2 separate regions of the Capra hircus genome follow, and region 1 is linked to region 2. The links are chromatin contacts, called in public Hi-C maps. All regions are on one chromosome and are shown on one strand. Each heading gives the region's core, a stretch centred on a gene start, on an enhancer-like site or on the middle of the called end of the contact. The rest is flanking DNA. Distances are from core to core; before and after follow the strand shown.

Region 1 (2,914 bases), core at 27-2,526, 250 kb before region 2:
GCACCTTCATTCAGAGTAATTACTAAAACCTGATACAAATTCTTGAGAAGACTCTTGAGAGTCCCTTGGACTACAAGGAGATCCAACCAGTCCATTCTAAAGGAGATCAGTCCTGGGATTTCTTTGGAAGGAATGATGCTAAAGCTGAAACTCCAGTACTTTGGCCACCTCATGAGAAGAGTTGACTCATTGGAGAAGACTTTGATGCTGGGAGGGATTGGGGGCAGGAGAAGGGAACGACAGAGGATGAGATGGCTGGATGGCATCACTGACTCGATGGACGTGAGTTTGAATGAACTCCGGGAGTTGGTGATGGACAGGGAGGCCCGGTGTGCTGTGGTTCATGGCTTCCCAAATAGTCGGACAGAACTGAGCGACTGAACTGAACTGAACTGATACAAACTAGTTCCTTAACAAAGAAAAACCCCCCAAAACCCAGAAAGTACTGTTTCAAACCACCACTGGTACTTAAAATAGGTTGAATTTAGAACAACATAAAACTCATCAGCATTTGAAAAAAAAAATTACAATCCTTACGCGGAGTAGGACTGCAAAATATTATAAAAGGCAAGGCTTTTTATTTTATTTAAACAAGTATATTAGTAAAACAAAACTAATTAAAGCATCTGAAATCTCAGATTAAGGAAAAAAGTGAATGGTTGTGATTTATGATTATGGTCATGATTACTTATGCCTTGACGAACGTTACCTGTCTCTTCCTTGGATGCAGAGATTTTCAAGTTTTTGCCCTCAGGTGTTGACGCGGAGGGTGTTTTCGGGAGTGACATTATAAGCAATGCCTAGCACTCTCTGTAAGCAGTTGAAATACCCCTCTGGAAAGCTAATCTACAAACCTATCACCAGCATGCAGTACTGGGATTTGGCAGAGTTGCAACACAGACCTGCAGGGAAAAAAGAGAGACATAGAAGGGAAGGGAGGGAGGGATACCCGTTTAGTGTTCATGCTAAATTTGGAGTTTACAATTTATCTACCTTGGGTTTTCTTTGGGGAGATTTCTGGGCTCTCCCAAGATATCTGATGCAACTAAAATACCTGGGCCCAGGCCGGGAAGGACACGCTGGGCCCACCCCTCCGACCACCGGCACCACCTAAGGGCGCCCCTGGCTTCCCCACAGGCCGCCCTCGCGCTCGCAGCTTCACCGACTCGAGGTCGGGCAGAACTCGACCTCGTTTCTGCCGTCAGAAGTGATGGGAAACGGACACTTGCAACCCGTACCCGTAAATTGTGTTTCCCGCCAGACATCTTGTCGCCACGCCTTTCCCCGGACGCCTTCGTGTTGTCATGGAAACCCAGGACCCCGCGCCTTGGCAACCCTCAATGGCGGCTGCCTTCGGCGGTGCCGGCGGACGACGGAGACGGCTAAGAAACAGTCTCTCGGGGATCGGATGTTTTAAATCATAACACACTTTCAGTTGCATGAAGAATAAAACGTTTAATCGAGCCGTTGTTACGGAGTCAGAAAGTGTCTGGATCCCAGGGCTTCCGAAACAGGTGGGCGCCAGGGCGCAGGCGCTAGCCAGTGTCGCACCCCCACCCCCTCTACCTCCCCACTCTCCCACCTTGGGACCAAAGGCGGAGTCCGACTCGAGCGAGTGTTTCGCCATCCCTTCATTCCACTTTTTTGTTTCCTCTGTTTTTCCACAAGCCAAATTCAGGGGGAAATGGGGTGATCAACAAGTATTGAGTTCCCATCAATCCTATCAACTGAGGCAGTATTGCGGATGCTGCCTCTGTCCTTGGCATTTCCATTGAATCTTCCTTGGATACTTAAGAGCCACTTGCGCCCGCGCCCCTCATACCCCAACCTCTACCCCCATTTTCCCTGCGGGCGGAAGGCATTCCTAGGTACAGAAATTTTTAGCTGGAGGTCGGTGGGGAAATTGCACCTGAGGCAGAGACAACCCGATCAAATCGTTGGGTCTTACTGCTTAAAAACATGTTCACAGGAAGTTATGTGATAAATACATTGAAACAGAGGTGAAAACCCCCTCTCAACACCACCATTATCGGCTCTGCTGTACCCGACCCACAGCAAAGCCAACTGCCATCTGATTATGATAAAGGAAAATACACTTTATCGCAAGGTGCTAAGCAAGGAGAGCAGGCTCTAAAGACCAGAATTCCCTGATGGCTGTCAGTGAGGCGCTTTTAAAAGCAAGGTGAGAAACTGGCCACAGGCACCTGATTAGCTTGTAGACATTTTGACAGCTTGATTGCGGATTAGTGGTGAGTTAACCAGGTGTTATTTCAGGAGTCAACATCAACCTTACTATTCCAAACAGTCTGGGGTCTATGTGCTTTCAAGAGCATTCAGTCAGTGTCTTCCGACTGGTGGTGGGGTTACTATCTGTAAAACAACTGGAGGATATGGCTCAGAATATTTATCTATAGCCTTTGAGTAGGAACTAAGCGTCCCTGACTTGCTTAAACTGTTATTTTATCTTACTTGTTTTGTTTCTAAGTGTTCTCACTTCTCTGAATTTGCTCTTTGGAACGTGGAGAAGGCCTAGAAGGCTAAAGCTTTTCTGCAAACAGGAGGCAGGGGATGTGGGGTGGGATCTGTCCCCTGGAAGGCCTTGGAATTCTGCGGCCCAGATTCAGGATCACTTTGTATTAAGACGGAATCTTAATGCTAAGTAGTGCTGGAGCATCCCTGCATTTAGATGAAGCTGTTAGGTGTCATTTCAGGGGTTCTGAAGAGCTGCAGTACCATAGTCCTTTATGTCTCAGGGCAGAAAAGAATTTAGCAAGAGGCAAAGTGATGGAGAAGACTCTTGAGAGTCCCTTGGACTACAAGGAGATCAAACTAGACAATTCTAAAGGAAATCAGTCCTGAATATTCACTGGAAGGACTGATGCTGAAGCTAAAACTCCAATACTTTGGCCACCTG
Region 2 (2,945 bases), core at 140-2,639:
AGTTACCCAGGCCCTGCCTGCAAGGAGTTTGCGGTCTCCGGGGGAGACAAACAGTAACGTGATTACCATGCTTCCTACTTGCTCTGGATTGCAGAATCATCTGATCACGGCCAACCCCAAGTGTCTCAATTCTTTTGCTGCTGTTAAGTCGCTAAGTTGTAACCCCATGGACGGTAGCCAGCCAGGCTCCATTCTTCTATCAGATGTCAATTTGAATATACTGAGCACTGGCAAAAACAAAACAAAAACCATTCACTGGAATTTAGAACTTTTGATTTAGGGACTTCCCTGGTAGTCCAGTGGTTAAGACTCTGTACTTCCAATGCAGGAAGCATAGGTTGGATCCCTGGTTGGGGAACTAAGATCCCTCATGTCTGGAGGCCCTGCTCTCCTCTCCACCCCCCAAAAAAGAACTTTTAATTTAAATGAAAGATGTTTCTAGCACTACTGCAGGATTATCACTACAGAACCTAGAGTTAACGACATCTACTGCAAGGAGTCTGAGACCACCAGGGCCAGGACATTGATTTGACGACCCTGCCTCACAATTTATCAGTGACAGAGAATAAATCAGAACTCAGGTCTGGGGGACTGGTAGCCCAGCTTCAGCTTCTGTAAGCAGCTGAGGAGGACGACAAGGTACTTGGGGGGAGTGCCCAACTGGGGATTTTCCTAAGTCATCAAGAATGTGGGCAAGAGCAGCTCCTTGGAATAATGGCAGGGCAGGTTCGGAGACAGCAGGGACCTGTAAGCCGTGTCTGGAGGAGCCAGGAACGGGCGGGGAGTGCAGCCAGGACCGCTCGTCTGCACAAGGACGCAGCGCCAGCGGCAGTGATGAGGGTTCCTGGTTCCGAAGAGGCTGCCCCGCTCTTAGCTCGGCCTAAAGGCTGGGCGGAAGAGCAGAGCCGTTGGCTAAGGCGCTCGTCTGCCGATCGCGACGGCCCGGGACAGGCGCGAGGCTCGGAATGCCGCGGCCGGATCCCAGCGGGCCTCCCGCATCCCTCCCGCCCGCTCCCGCCCTCCTGAGCCCGAGGGTCTTACCCGGGGGCCGCGCCGACGCCTCCTCATCCTTCCCACAGCCCTCAGGCCACACGCGGCAGCTGAAGAGAGCCCAGTAGCGTCTGGAGAGCGCGCCGGCCGCCCTCAGTCGTTCCCGCAGGCCCTTGAAGGCCAGCCAAGCCCCGGCCGAGCCTGCCTCCTCGGTCCCCTCCCTCGGCCTTGCCTGGCCGCCGTGTCCCCACGCACTCGGGGGCGGCAGCAGCAGCGACAGAAGCAGGAGCCAGAGCAGACGCTCTGTGCCCCCGAGCATGACCAGGCCGGCAGCAGGTCCCTCCACCACTGGGCCTTCCCGGCCCTTTCAGGGTCCCGGCCTGAGGGCGGGCGCCCGTACTTCCGAGGCCCGGATTGGCCGGGGATTGGCGTTGCCATGGGAACTGCAGGCGGGCCGAGCTCTTCTCCCAGGTGACCCAGGGACGAGACCGGTTCCGCCCGGAACCGAAACCGAGTGGTTCTTGAGACTGCAACCCGAGGCCACTTGCAGGCGCCGCCCAGCCGACTGGGGCCTCGCTGCCAGGCAGCAGTCTATTCTGGGTGATCGTGGTTGCAAAGGAGTTGAAGTCAGGCCTTGAAATGGCCACTGTCAATCACCCAGTTACTTTCGTTCGGCTCCGGTGGCCCGCCTGAGGGCTACGAAATACGGGCTCCCACTGGTGCCCTGTCCTGTGTCTGCAGATCAACTTCCTGCCAACCTGTTAAATGAAACCGGGCAACCGTCTCACCGGGAGCTTGAGTTAGCCAGGGGAAGTGAGCCCTGGGTCTGGCTTCGCTACAGAGGGAAATGAAACAGAGCAGCAAGCAGTCAGCAGGTTTCCACAGCTGGGGAAGCTAATGGGCTCCAGACTGGAGATATTTCGATTTGGGAGAGTCATGGAAAAACCACGAGGTCTCAAGTCAATGTAATCACAGCGTGTTGAAAACAAGCTAGGCTGAGTACTGAATGCACTTTCTGGGCTTAAATTTGCAATTTTGAAATGCTTGTGACTGAACAGCTCTTCAAGACACCGCTGGCAGAAGACCTCTGGGCCTCTCTTCTCCGTAACGTGAGCATGTAACAAGCTTGCTGGATTTCCCAACTGCTTACTGCATTTTTTTCCAAAGATCACCTGAGTTATTGAAGCTACTGACCTAAGAGCCATCTTGTCCTGGAAGAAACTGGTGAATTCATGCTGATAAAATGACTAGTATTTACCTTGGTTTCTTTAAAAAAAAAAAATTCAAGTTTTAAGACTGTGGAAATAATTCTCTACTGGTAACTTTCATGGAGGGTTAACTGATAATATTTGAGATTTCATTTCACAGTATAAATAAAGCAGGTCTCTTGGAAGTTCTTGGACAATTTGATTTCAAGACATCTTTCTCCTAAAAGACTCAACGTTTTTTTTTTTCAACCAAAGTCAGTCTCAGGTAGAAACAATGAATCCAAACACCAGTTCATGGGTAAGCCTCTATTTTCAGTAAATTTGCTATTTCATTCTCAGGGCTTGGAGATCCAAGATCTCATGGATGACGGAGACATCTAGTGGCTCTTGTGAAAACTACAGGCAGCTGTGTTTCCTTAGCAAGCAAACTCAACCCTACTCTAGAATAGCCCAAGAACCATTGGCTTTGGTACTGCCCTGAAGCTTGTTAGAAATGCAAACTCAGGCCCAAACCTACTCAATCAGAATATGCATTTTAGCAAACACTTTCAAAGAGCAAAAGGGCACAGAGCACCTTCAGTGAGGTCATCTGGATGGAACCTAGCTTTGCAATAGACAACCTCCCCACCTGCTGCAGGCCATCAACAGCAGTATCGGCCTTGAAAACAATCTTTACAACTGTTAACTTTATTCTCTTAATTCCTGGGACTTACAAAGCAGCTTATCTTACAAAACTCACCCATGCTA

Evidence for each region. A called contact is a pair of places that touch in the nucleus more often than the background predicts.
Region 1: a Hi-C map of blood shows a contact between it and region 2, with 2.7 times the contacts expected there. The contact joins the promoter of AXDND1 here to the promoter of TOR3A in region 2. A contact is called at or near these places in 3 of 5 Hi-C or Micro-C datasets (blood and liver).

The regions. Positions count from the first base shown.
Region 1 is chr16:59,275,630-59,278,543 of ARS1.2, reverse strand. It overlaps AXDND1 (axonemal dynein light chain domain-containing protein 1), which reads right to left and starts at 1,276. Exons shown (of 26, transcript XM_018060656.1): 1 at 1,239-1,276; 2 at 710-902. The coding sequence starts at 788.
Region 2 is chr16:59,025,470-59,028,414 of ARS1.2, reverse strand. TOR3A (torsin-3A) reads right to left here and starts at 1,389. Exons shown (of 6, transcript XM_018060653.1): 1 at 1,042-1,389. The coding sequence starts at 1,309.